Linked DNA regions of Mus musculus: regions 1 and 2 are each linked to region 3. A link is a contact called in public Hi-C data. All regions are on one chromosome and are shown on one strand. Each heading gives the region's core, a stretch centred on a gene start, on an enhancer-like site or on the middle of the called end of the contact. The rest is flanking DNA. Distances are from core to core; before and after follow the strand shown. Region 1 has its middle 12 kb from the start of Gm23216. Region 2 has its middle 280 kb from the start of 4930521E06Rik. Region 3 overlaps Col5a2 (collagen, type V, alpha 2).

The links. Hi-C and Micro-C count contacts between places; a contact is called where the count stands out from the background.
Region 1: a contact with region 3 is called in a Hi-C map of uterus, with 2.8 times the contacts expected there. The contact joins two enhancer-like sites. A contact is called at or near these places in 2 of 484 Hi-C or Micro-C datasets (both in uterus), 1 of 115 datasets of contacts at active chromatin or transcription factors (fibro-adipogenic progenitors) and 1 of 9 other capture datasets (adipose tissue).
Region 2: a Hi-C map of uterus shows a contact between it and region 3, with 4 times the contacts expected there. The contact joins two enhancer-like sites.

The regions. Positions count from the first base shown.
Region 1 is chr1:45,671,451-45,675,916 of GRCm38.p6, reverse strand. No RefSeq gene overlaps it. Among named protein-coding and RNA genes, the nearest start is that of Gm23216, 12 kb to the left of the region's middle. Within about 2 kb of position 2,991, at least 50 of the 459 cell types and tissues checked have an H3K27ac peak or open chromatin away from gene starts, as enhancers often do. A contact at or near this core is called in uterus, where this site is marked.
Region 2 is chr1:45,019,000-45,023,710 of GRCm38.p6, reverse strand. No RefSeq gene overlaps it. Among named protein-coding and RNA genes, the nearest start is that of 4930521E06Rik, 280 kb to the right of the region's middle. Within about 2 kb of position 1,395, at least 77 of the 459 cell types and tissues checked have an H3K27ac peak or open chromatin away from gene starts, as enhancers often do. A contact at or near this core is called in uterus, where this site is marked.
Region 3 is chr1:45,378,814-45,383,598 of GRCm38.p6, reverse strand. Col5a2 (collagen, type V, alpha 2) reads left to right here. Exons shown (of 54, transcript NM_007737.2): 48 at 1-8; 49 at 379-432; 50 at 1,376-1,483; 51 at 3,308-3,599. Among named protein-coding and RNA genes, the nearest start is that of Col3a1, 70 kb to the right of the region's middle. Within about 2 kb of position 3,173, at least 10 of the 459 cell types and tissues checked have an H3K27ac peak or open chromatin away from gene starts, as enhancers often do. A contact at or near this core is called in uterus, where this site is marked.

The sequences.
Region 1 (4,466 bases), core at 1,742-4,241, 290 kb before region 3:
ATTACACTCTGGAAACATTGTCTTGGCTGGCTGAATATGACCACAGCCACAGCTCACTCTGCAAACAGAATTAGTCATGGAGAGACTGTCGAACAGCATTCTGCAGAACTTTCTTGTTCAGGTTCAGCGCATGATATCATGTTGTGCCTTCACACCCTGGAATGATATTGATGCCAAACACTAGGCATAAAATATAATGTAGGACTTTGCTTTGCATGGTTAGATAAGAAGTCTTTCTCAGTAATTGCTGACTGTTGTCTTTGTAGAGTTATTTTATGTACATGTGGGTCTGTATTTCAGGTTTATCTTTTATTAGTATTTTAATATTATGAAAAAACATAAATTATTGGTGTCTATAGAAACACAATGATCTCCAGTTCCTTCATGTGCTTTTGTGTCTTTCTGATCTTTCATCTCTCAGTATTCTTCCCATGAAAAAAATTACTTTTTGTTCCCAGTGTACATATACCTTGTGATTTTTGTATTTTAATTTATTTATATGCCTGTATTCAACCAATTATGTCTGATTTTTTTAAATTTAAAAGTGATTATTTATTTTTGTTATGTGTGTATGTGTGGTTGCCTGCACGTCTGTTTGTGCATCACACATGTGCCGGATGCCCACAGAGGCCAGAAGAGGGAGTAGCAGCCATGTATGTGCTGGGAACTGAACCCTGGTATGTCACAAGAACCACACGTGCTCTTAACTGAGCCATCTCTCTAGCTTCACTTACCTGCCTCTTAAAATTAGGCTGATTTGTAAGTATGTTCCTTGTGATGAGTAATTGGAGAATTTATTCACAAATGAAGAACAAATGTTTATAACAGAGATGAATCAACTAGGTAATAACAAGACCACACAGTACTTTGGTATAAAATCTAATTTGGCTGCTAGTACTCATTTTTTTTTCTTCTATGGGTCCACTCTTGTATCTGGCTTTTTTTTTTAAGACTATCTTTCCCTGTAATTTTCCAAAGGCAATTTTCTTTCACTGAAAACATCAGTGAGTAAATCTGCAATTATTGACCACTTTTGAAGGCTGCTGATGGTTTTGCGATCTGATGGAAGAGGTAAGTGTGCTCTAATGGAAAGTTAGAGTGTTTTCTGCTCTATACAGATACTATAACCTAAAGTATGGCTAAAGCCAAGTCACTGCCTCAAATTAAGGAAACCTCAGAAATATTGTTCATAGTATTAATTAATTGTTCACATTATTTATAAACCAGTACCATCAACCAGTACTTATTGAATATTCCCTTATACCAAATACAACTCTGAATATTGTAGCAGACATCAGCTAGACATCCAAATTGGTACAACACACAGTGACACATAGATAGGGATTTTTCCAACTTTGGTTTTAGTATCATTCTGCATTCAGTTAATAAAAACATTTTCTTTAAGTTGAATATGACTTTTATATATCATTTGTTCTATCATTTACTGCATTTAATCTTTAGAAAACTACTCTTTTAGTCTGTTTTCTGAAAGAAAAGCTTTCTTTCTTGAATGCTTTTGCCCCAGAGCTTCTGTAATGTCACTTCAGGTTTGTATGGACTAGCTGAATTTCATGCCCAAACAGCTGCATTTTCTTTGTGCAGGCACATGTGTGTATTAAGGTACAGGCAGACAATGCATAATGATGCTAGAATATATGGCTTTTATGTTTTAGGAGGGCTAGGGTATGGTCCAAAATATGAGAAATTAAGATAATTTATGACAGGGAGTGGCAGGAGATTATCTTACTTATTGACTCCATGTTTTCTGACTCTGGGAAATTCCTTGTATTTTCTGAGGCTTGTTTTCCTTGTCTTTGGAATACTGTGAATACCAGAAATAATATTTGTTGAGCACCTTGTAGAGGGAAATCATAGTTTGCACTAAACGCGTAGCTAATAACAGAATCAACGACTGGGGGTTAGCAGGGAGAGTAAGATCTTCCTGCCAGAGGCAAGAATCTGTGAGGTGCACATGGATACTCCATGTTTCTGTCCTCCACAGCAAACCAGATCATCTATGAGGTGCACGTGGAGACTCCACAGTTCTGTCATCCACAATAGACCCAGCTGGTGCAGTCTGCATGTAGCTATAAGATGAATTCATAAGCAGGTAATCCATCTGCCATCCTACATATAGTCCAATCTTTTCATTTTTGCAGCACTGGAACATGAGGCCCAGAGAAGTATAATTTGCTCAAAATGCCACATTAAGTATGGCAGAAATCTTTGAAAAGAACTACAAACTCAGGAATTCTTTAATACAAATATTGGTTGTGCTCACCTGCTTTCACAGTAACTGAATTCATTATCATTCTGCATTTTTATAAACGAGAACCGAACTCCTTTTTCTTTCATATCTTTTGCTCTACAGAATTGAGTCACATTGAACATTTTATACTGGCAGTTATTATTTTAAATGTGATGTCTGATTCAAACCTTATGTTCATTAGCTTTCAGAAAAGTAAAAAAAAAAAAAAAAAAAAATGCCCGAGGGTCAGCAGATGTTGAAGGACGTAGGTAGACAGATAATTAGGAAGTGGTTTTCTAAGTAAGGGTTACCCTAAAATTTTATGCACACTCTCCTTTGATCTTTGGACTTTTTTCTCTTTGGCCTGCGTATGATGCTGGAATCCACTGTAGCTGGCAATGGTTTAATTAATCCTTTTCACGGAAAAGTTCATGTTTGCTAACAACTACAGAATTCATTTGAATTTACTTAGCTAAAGGGGAACATGATGAAGAACGATAGAGTGAGGTCTTTGTCTCATCACTTACAACTCAGCCTCCACTGTTTTTGTTTGTTTTAGTTACATTTTCAAACATTCCCATTTTCCCATGTTCTGTGCTCGCCTTGGGAAACCTTCTAATAGCATAAACGACAAACAGGAGTTCCTGCCTGCTGACTCATCAGTTCGGTTTGGCAGGACTCTACTTGCAAATGCTGCAGCAGGCCACTTTCAGAGTAAGTCCCTGGCAGCAGATGTCACTGTTGGTCTGTCTAACTCTGGGGCCTTTCCTCACTAGTGGAGCTCATGAGCCTGACCTAGTCAAGCCTATATTTCAGGGAGCATGGTTTTATGAAACATTTAATAGTGGCTCGTGGGACTGATTTAAGAGTCATGTCTCGATCTTGTTTCATTACACAGTATTTTAAATACTGTTATTTTTCACTTTTGCTTCCTATGTTCTGGGGAATCAAATTCAGTACCCTTGCATGCTAGGCAAACATTCTGCCACTGACTTATACCCTGCACCCTTGTTTATTTTGAGACTGAGTTTCACTGTGCATTCCAGATTGGTCTTGAAATCTTGGCTCAGCCTTGTGAGTGTTGGGGTTACATATGTGCAACACTAGCCTCCATTTTTAATAGAGATCTTTTCTATTAACTTGAAATGTTTTTCCTTTCTTCTCTCTTGGTTCATGTTGTATATTTTATTTTTGAGGATTTATTTATTTTATGTACATGAGTACTCTATAGCTGTCAGACTCACCAGAAGAGGGCATCGAATCCCATTACAGCTGGTTGTGAGACACCATGTGGTTGCTGGGAATTGAACTCAGAACCTCTGGAAGAGCAGTCAGTGCTCTTAACTGCTGAGTCATCTCTCCAGCCCCGTGTGTATTAAGAATGGAACATCTCTCCTTCTTTTCTCTCAACTGTGCTCATTTGCTCATGTGTAAATCCCTTGATGACCCATTCTGTAAGAGATTTTTTTTCAACATCAGTTTTGTACCCACAGTTTTACTTAGTTTTGTGAGCTGTCTATCTATACTGTCTGTTAACCTCTCACATTCTTTCTTCTACTTACTCTTCTCTGGGATTCCAGGACAGTGACCTTAGAAGTCACATACCTCAGACTCAGCTTTCTGAAAGCGTTGAGTAAGACTTGATACTGCAATGTGAGAGTGGGAGAGGGGGCAAGGCATTCTCCAGTCTCTATTTTACTATTCTGTTCAACCACTAAGCATCAGTTTGTGATGGTAGCTGTAGGGTAGTCCCAGCCTCTTGCTTCTATTGGCACTTCTATAAGAAGTCTCATAATTTTCTCTCAGAGGAACCCACTGCCGGCAGCAGCATACATCCTTTCTTCATAGTACCAGATGTGAGGCACCTCCTGCTATCTCCTAGGTTCTGTTTATCTTTACCCTTTGTTTCCTGTGTCTCAGGTCTGTAACTGCTTCCTAAGTTAACTCTGTGTCTCTAACCTCCATTAAAACTCTGTGTTGAAAACCATGGTTTTCTTTTTTCTTTCTTCATGACTTGTTTTTAACGTAAAAAAAAAAATATATATATATATATATATATAAAGTAGCAACATCACATCATGTTTTGATTAATATTTTTTCTGCTTGTTACACTTACAGTTTGTAGGTTGAACTCTAGGTATTTTGTACTTTTTGGCTAATATCCACTTATCGATGAGTACATACTATGCATGTCCTTTGGGTCTGAGTTACCTCACTC
Region 2 (4,711 bases), core at 146-2,645, 360 kb after region 3:
AGTGGTGGTGGTGTGTGTGTATGTGTGTGCATGTGTGTGGTTTTTTGGATACATGTGTGTGTGTATGGGGGGGTTATACATGTGAGTTAAGTGTTTATATAGTCCAGAGGGAAAATAAAATACCATGGATCTGGAGATGCAGTTGTGAGCCAACTGAGGTAGTTGCCAAGAACTGAACTGAAGTCCTTTGAAGAGCAGTAAACACTTTAAGTTCTGAGTCATTTATCCAGCCCCCATGTCTCTTTAAACAAATCACTCCACGAAGTCCAATTACTACTGCCATTATATGCACTGATGTGGATTGTTATCGACTGGGGCTACGGTAATCTTCCAGTTGCTATTCCCCAAGAAAAGTGATTCTCCTGCTCCCAGCAGCGATCAACTTCCAAGAGCTTCCTGGGAAGGTGTGGGGCCTCAGGAGCCCAGCTTCTTTGTGTGCTAAAATTTTTAAATGTCTTGATCTGTGCAGGTAGCTATATCTACTGTAAGTTCATGTGAGCAACTATTGCATTATGTCCAAAGGACAGCATTTCACACCACTCCTCTGTATTTTCTAATTAATTTATCTATTCTTTCTCCTCTTGTATGGCATTCACTGAGTGTTGGTATGGAGGAGGGCTGATATAGATGTCCTTATGTGTCACAAAGCACTCACAGTCACTTATTCTTAGCACTTTGAACACTGATGAGTCTCTTCATTAGAAGCTGCCTACTACAGTAAGATGCTCTCTGCTCAAGGTTAAGTTTAAAGCAAATCTGTGCACATTTATGTAAATATTTAGAGGGCAGTCTGATAACATGAATTTTGCAAAATAAAACAAATAGGTTTCCTCTTTCAGACTATGACTTCCACCTTCATGGGTTTTGACCAAGTTTCCAATACCCATACATGAATTTGCCAGTGAGGAGCAGATCTCAGGTCTAATCAAAAGAATGGTTGGTTAGCCCATAAACACAGTCTTGCTACTCTTAGCATCAATAGTACATATTGTCCTGTAGGTCAGTATTGTTTAGAATGCAGGGTCCAACACAGGGTTATGCCATTGATGTCTAGTGGTTGCCAGCAGCCAACAAAGCACATACCAGCCCGGTGAAAGCTAGCTAACAGAGAGATAGGTTTCTGCTTAGTTCAGGCTTTGTTTCTCTATTTTCTACAACCAAAATGTGTGATTTCTTCAGCAATGAGGAGTTACAATTTTAAAAAAATGTATCTTCCATAAATCTACTTCCTTAGAAACATAAGGTTTTGCTTTTGTAAGAATAATCCATGTAGAATTTTTTAAAATGAACAAACACCATTTTTCTTTCTTGACCCTTTTATTATGAAATGCACCCTGTGTCTATCCAGCTGTGTGGCTCTGGGCCAGTACTGTGAGTCACTGCCCTACATTCTGCATGTACAAACAGGAATTAACAGAAAGGAGAGGCAAGGATAGTGCTCTTGGGTCTTGCTTACAGTCAAACACCAGGGGAGGGAAGCTATTATATGATTTCCAGTGAAGTCTGATTTGCTGTAATTCTTTCAAATCACAACATTTTGAGTTTTAGTTAGTTGAGAAGATCAAAGAGATGGAGTTAGGATAAAAAGAGAAATGGTTCTCAAAAAGAAATTTTGATTATGTTTTAGCTAGGAAATCCCTTGACAATGTTAACAAATACTTCCACTAAAATGTCATAAAAGCAAAACATCAATGACGAAGTGTAAAACGAATGTGTTTCTCAGATCCATGAACTTGCAATAAATAACCTTGACAGGATGTAGGTATATCTCCTGGTGTTTTGCATCTCTCTGACATTTTCTCTCTCTCTCTCTCTCTCTCTCTCTCTCTCTCTCTCTCTCTCTCTCTCTCTCTGTTTTTCTTTCTCCCCCCCCCATGTTGTTACTAATACTGAGAAAGAATATTATAAATCATATTGTGAAATGTTCTGAAAATATTACTGATAGATTTATAGTTAGTAAAGTCAAGTTTTAAGGACATGGTCAGTTCCATACTGATTGGTTCTATGAGTGTTGGCTTACACTCATTCTCATGACCCAATTTTATACACTTCCCTCGTCCATTTCTTCCATTTTCCCCTTTCTCTCCTGCTCTAATATCAGCACAAAAAAATTTTTAGTGAGTCATTGGTGGTGGCTAGTGTTTAGCAAGTCCCACACTATCTAGTAATTACATGATATCAGCAACTGGTCCACATGAGCAGTTTGCACTTGGATTCTAGGCAGGTTAAACACATGGATTAAATAACTTTAGTGGGAACCAGATGGTTCTAATCAAAGAGCAATTGTTCTCATAGACAATCAGATGAGGAACAGATTCACAAGCAGATTCCCATGCCACGTTGACTAGAAGCTAACAGTGGAGCCTGAGCTCCCACGCCCAGCTTCCCTCCCTAAGGAAAAGAGAAATGAAAATGAGCCCAAGGGCAAAAGTGAGTCTGAACAGAAAGATATACTACACCATGTAGCTGCTAGAGAAAAGGGAAATTATAAAACAGAGGGGGGAAAAATCTAGAATTTCAGGAAATCATCTATTTGAAAATCTCTAAACCTCAACAGATTTATTCATCCTCATTTATTAGTTTATTTCATTCTTCCTTTAGATAAAGATATAATTCTTCTTTTAATATTATATGTAAGTTGATCTAGATTCATAGATACTTTTGTGTGGAAAATTGGGGACATAAGATTGCTGTTAGGGATACCTGAGAACTTGTTTAATAAAACACATAAGTATTTGTGCTTAAAGTCAGTATAGAATTCTTTAAAACCCCAGAGTTACTTCTACAGGTCCTGTTTTCATAAACAGAAAAATGTCAGTAATTTTCTTGTGGTCTCTAACAGTTAAGTATTGTATAAATATTGTTGTCAGTGTGACTGCTGTTATTTTTATCCTGACTTTACTAAGTCCATTTACTGAAGCCTTCTCTGGTAAAAGGTCTGGAAAGCTTCAAGTCCATACAATCAAAAACAATGATGAACTCCCTTAGGAATGCAGCTTCACTAAACACCACATGAACAGAGCCTTGCTGAAGCTGGGAAAATGTTGTAAAGTGTGGTAGAAATATCCATATGAGGAGGCAAATGGACATTGGACATTTCAGCCTTCCTCTTTGTGTTTCAGTGAACCAAATATAAGAACACATAATAGAAGGTGAAGAAATGGGACACAATGTAGGAGAAAGGCAAGTGGCAAAAAGAGAGTGAGGAAGGATCAGGGAAGAGAGAAGAAATTGAATTCTGAGCCAAAATGGCTTTCATTGACTACAGCTTGCTGACTATAGCCCTTTGGCTGATAGGTAACTCTGGCATATAGCCTTGAAGACATGAAGCTATGGAACCACTGCCAAGATTTTACTTTTCATTTTTTCATTCAAATAAAAAAGATTAGGGGCCCATAAATATGTTTGTAAATTGTGAGCATCACTAATAATGGAAAAGGGTTCAAGATTATTACCATGTAATATTTGAGCTTCCTCTATGTTGTTATCATCTAGCAATATTAATCTGTCTCCTCCAAATCAATCACATTTGCTTTAGATATACAATTTTCTTTCCTTTCCTGGAAATTGGAGCAATCATTTCTTCAGAAATAGACTTTGTTGTTTCTGTGCATTTCTCCTACATAGAGGGACAAAGAATATGAAAACAGAGAAATGTAGAGTCATTTGAAAAGAGGAGGGAATGCTACTTTTAAAAAATCACTGTCTAACATCTTCAATGAATATAGTAACAAAATTTCTTTCAAGGGAAAACTGTTTTTATTTAGGACACTGCTTTATAGACTTTTGAGTTACAAAGACTATAGCATCTATATGTGAAAGAGATACACACATACATAATTTGTCTAAAATCATAGAGTATTGACCTTCATTTGTTTATTAAATCTAGGGTACCAAGTACAAAAAAAAATGGAATATGTGCCAGATAACTTTAACTGTCAAGTTGCCACAATCTCAAATCAGCTGGGGAGCAATATAGGAAGGTTATAGGAATGTCTGTTGGAGGCTGTCTTGATTGTTAACTGATGTTTTAAAATTATTAAGAGCATCTCTGTGCCCTAGACAGCAAGGCCTAAGTTCTATAAGACACATTTTTCTATGAAAAATGACACAGTGATATGTTTCTCTCTGCTCTGGATTATAAGTATTGTGTGACTGGTTGCTTGAATTCCTGTCCTGAAAATGGGCTAAAATCTGGGGTTTTAAGGCAAACAAGTGCTGAATGGAATACCAAAAGTCAGAACTGTGACTGAGGCTTGCTGGAGTATGCAGACATTGCAATATTAAAGGCACAGCACTGTTTGCATTTGTTGACTGGCAATAGAGGCATCTGCAAGATCCATTTCCAATATGTCTAATGGTCTGTGAACACTGAAATTTACCCACTTCTTTCTTACCATTTCCAAAGTTTAGCCTCAAGTTTAAATTCCTTCTGTTTATACTCAGTAATGATTCTACACTAAACTTTGAGGAATAAAAATAAATAAACCACTTATACGTCCAGGAAATGGTGTAGTTTAGTGCACAATCATTTCAGTTTCATAAATGCAGCATTTATGATATTAACAAAGTGGTTGGATTGGAAGTTAACCCTTTCAGGTAACTTAAAATTCATTCTGTGTGACTTGTAATAATATGATGCCTATAAAATAAGAGTGGGCCACCAGGGCAGCTCTGATAAGAGATGGCCTCAGAAACAAGTCACAAGCAA
Region 3 (4,785 bases), core at 1,924-4,423:
GACCTCCTGTAAGTTATTTCTTAAATACTGTACTTTCTTGCATATGAGAATACATTGATATATTGACAGAAACATCTATGGATTAGAGAGGTGTTTTTGTATATCATTTTAACTTTAAAATTATCTTGATGGATAATCATATAGTTAGCTAACTATAACTACCCATATATAACCTAAAACATTGTGGAAAAGAAATTATGCAAAAAGCTACATGCCTCTTTACCTACACAGCTGTCTTTGGTCTTAGTCAGATGTTAAAGAAATCAATGGTTTTGTTTATAGTGCTAGTATTAGTGACATCATGCTTTTAAAGATAAAAGTACAGCACAATACAGATTTAGATGTTTTAGCAACACTTTCATTAATCTTCCTCTGTAGGGTCCAAATGGTGAACAAGGAAGTGCTGGCATTCCTGGTCCTTTCGGTCCAAGAGTAAGTAACAGAAACTATTAAGTTTCAGATGTGCATGACATACTGTTCCTTGAGTACAATATTTCTGGTATTTCATATTTATTCGTTCATGTTCTCTCAGTTTGGCAGAAAATTTATGAGTCAAACTTAGCAAGTAATATGAAATAGAAATATCCTGATGTATGGCATATTTTGTTTCTCAAAGTCTATTACCTAGGTTTTATATGTGCTTCTATTCAATTTCATATTTGTGGTTTAATTTTCACTAAACATAAATTCTTTGAGGTTATTGGAACTGCTTATGAAGTAGAATAGATTTTGAAAGATAGACATTTATTTCTTTAATTGTGATAAAGCCATAGAAGCTTATTCAAAGATAATTTGGAAACAAATCATAGTAGAGAACCAATACTTGAGGCTTTTAGAAATTGTAAATTCATATAAATGCTGCTTCTTATAAATCATTGGTGTCCTAAGACTATTCAGAAAAATATTTAGAAAAATAAAAAGTGAGAAAGATTAGTTACAAATCTGCTATATTTAAGTACAATGTAAATATACATAAAGTGAGAATAATATTAAGGAAAGTGCTATGATTTGATGAGGTTAAGTGATATATAAGTACTGGTTTCAACCATAATAAACACTCAACTTACATCATTTCCTTTTAAATCAATTGAATTTTCAACCAGGTTAACTATTTGATGAAACAGTTGCTACTAATGAAAGTTGGTGACCAGCCTGTTAGCATTTTAAAGTTATTTTGGTCCTTCACCCAGAATTAGTGATGGACAGTTCACACACAGTGAAATTGTAAATATAACAGAATGCTGAAAGATGACTTATTAGTTATTAAGACTAGAATCTTAGCAATCAGGGTAATTACTCCATCTCTATAATGGTTCTTTTGTTAGAAAGAAATTTTGCAGTCTTTCTTCTAAAATACATTTTTGTGTTCTGACAGGGTCCTCCAGGACCAGTAGGTCCTTCAGGAAAGGAAGGAAACCCTGGGCCACTTGGACCAATTGGACCTCCTGGTGTGCGGGGCAGTGTAGGAGAAGCAGGACCAGAGGTAAGGTCAAAAGAGTTTGCATGGAAGATGCTGTTGCCAAAATGGAGTCAATCCAATGGCAACTGTGGAACCTTGCCAACAAGAGTTTCAAGAGACTCTTAAGCCTAGAAACCACAACAAGGTTATCTACTTAAGTAATTATTTCAAGTCTTTTAATACATGGTATTCAGAGCATATAAAAATAAGAGTTCAAGATACCAAGCCCTTGAACCTATATTATATCGAGGTTAAATATCAAACTATAATTCCATTCTTATCAAAGTTTGACAAACATTGCATTGTGTGAAATTACAATAATCTTAGTTTGCTTTCCTGTTAAAAACTCTGACAAAATCAAGTTAAGAAAGGGTTTATTTACATCATAGTTCATGATACAGTCCTGCATGGCAGGGATGTCAAGGCAGCAGGAGCTTGAAACAAAATGAAGCATATGAGTTTGAAATTTTTCTTCCCCAAAGATGACATTTAAGATTTTAATTTTCAGTGTTCAATTAAAAATCTAATTGTATTTAGTATAATTTCAAACACTAAACCATGTTAGTTAGTCTCTGTCCTCAGACATTCGGCGTCTATCTACACACAGACCCACTCTGTACATTTAAAGGTTGTCTGATGCTTCTTTGATCTTATTTATCTGACCTTACTGTCTTAATCTTTGTTCCTACAGTGACAGTGCCATTGAATAGTTGAATGTTTATTATTTATTACGTGGCTATAGAGGCTCATTCTTCTTATAGTCAAGAAAGTTTCACAGTTTTAGAACTTCTATTTGACTTGGGTGGTAATTGATTTACTTTCTTATGGCTCAGTGCTCTTCCTCTCAGATTACTGTAGGATGTGTGAAATTCGGAGGATCTCCCAGAAAAATCAATTTTCTATCTATCCATCTATCTATCATCTGTCTTTCTCCCTGAAATCAGTGTTTTGAGGATAAGAAAGCACAGAGGTTGAAACGCCTTCCCTGAAGCCTCAGTTGAGTTGCAGAGCTAATATTATTAACATATCAGCCTCTGACACCAAGGGCTTTGCATTTTACCTGAACTGTGTCTCTTTAGTTGTTACTTGGCTTCTTTGAGACTCTTGAGAGCTTCCTCTGGAAATGCAGAGGAATTAATGGAGAGCACTCAGCTTGTAATCTTTTCCACTTTTTGGGGGTTTGATTTGAGTGGTCACATTTCATCAGTTCTCCCCTGAAAACAGAAGAACAGGATACACTTTTAAGGCTATGAAAAGGATAATGAAAAACTTTCTTTGAATTTGTTCAGTACAGAGAATTTTTACATTTGTCAAAATTCACATACATACAAAAAACTTCCTATTTTTTTTTCTTGATTTGGACAAACCAACAAGTTCACTAACGGGAGTCTTGCGTTCATTACCCTAATATTTGCATGCAGACATACAGAAACAGCTCTCACACACTAGCATCCTTTTTCTGCCTTCTGCCCATAGCTCTGGTAAAGAATTCTAGTTGTATCTTGCTCAAAATTGTTTTGAAAAGAATGTAACTCTGAAAGTTCTTCACATGAAATACATCATATCTTCAAAGAAGACATCAAAGCAAAGAGTTTGGCTTTAAGCTTTGTTTATCTCAGAGCCTGTCTGGTAGATACTTTCCCTGAAAAGCGGTTCAACATCACTCCTCATTTTGCAATGTTATCACTTGACAGGCTAGCCCTGCCTGTTTAAGAAGTATGAATCACACTTCTTCAGGATCGACTTATTCTTGTGCCAAGTTGTAAATGTCCCCACACAGCATAGTAAGCAATTTCGTAAAACAAAACAAAATGCTATTAAATGTCTTTCCAATTTCTCCTTAATTAGGGTCCTCCTGGTGAACCTGGGCCTCCTGGCCCTCCAGGTCCCCCTGGCCATCTTACTGCTGCTCTTGGTGATATCATGGGACACTATGATGAGAACATGCCAGATCCACTTCCAGAGTTTACGGAAGACCAGGCAGCTCCAGATGACACAAACAAAACAGACCCTGGGATCCATGTTACCCTGAAGTCTCTCAGTAGTCAGATTGAAACCATGCGTAGCCCTGATGGTTCCAAGAAACACCCAGCCCGCACTTGTGATGATTTAAAGCTTTGCCATCCCACAAAGCAGAGCGGTGAGTAGACAGGGGCCTGTTTGAGTAAAACATATTGATTGTGTTGAGTTATTCTCAACTGCTTCCCAAAATGTATTTTTAACTTTATAGTTAATGATAGAAACAAAGATAAATTGTTGAGCATGCTCTAGAGCTTATAGTTTTGTGGTTGTGACAATTAATTGAAAAGATGATAGATAGCATATATAATAAAGGCCACATCATATCAAAAAAACAATTTTGAGGAAATAGTTCAGACACACACACACACACACACACACACACACACACTACTTGCTCATGCATAATTAAAAATACTTTCTTACCTACATTATCATTCAGAATTTTAATTAGGTAAATCATTGAGAGGCCAGTAAAGGACATGTTTCCCTAACTGATTTGCATATTGAATCAATTTATTGCACTTTAATGACCTGCCAATCAATCCTTTGCTATACTGCCTGGCAGGATCAAGTATAGTGATCTTTTATGGCAGTTTGGAATGAAATAGTGTCTCTACCTAAGTTGTATGACAGTGTTCTTAGTTTGCCTTCTTCAGTAATATTAAATTATTTAATTAGACCCAGAAAAGGGGGATCTAAGATCATTTGAATGAGTTTGGAAATACCAGGGTTTCAGTTAACTTTAAACTTTAACATCAACAGAGACAACTAAGAATGTTCTATCTAAAGAATATACACTTTTTGTACTATTTATGTCTCACAACTTCCCTCCCATTTTATATAAAATTTTATTTTTGCAGTTTATGTATAATAATACATGTATATGTATAGACCTATAGAAACAAATGTGAATAAATACACTTGATGTATATTTATACAATTATAGATCAAACATAAAAGGCAAAATCTTGGTTTAAAAATCACTTGGATGTTTTGAGTCTTAAGTTCATGATTTGGAAAAGTGCTTTTGAAAAGAAGTTAGCATGAAGAAGACCCCTAGTGCTTAATAGTTACATTTCATATATATAGATGAATATTTCATATATATATATGTGTGTGTGTGTGTGTGTGTCTATGTGTCTACTTGCATGTATATTTATGTGTCATATGTGTGTGGCTGCATGTGAACAGCAGGTTGACATGAGATGTCTTCTTTAATTACTGTACATCTTATATGGTAAGATGGGGTTTTTAGCTGAGTCTACACTTCATCTTTTTAGCTAGTCTAGCTAATTGGCTCACTG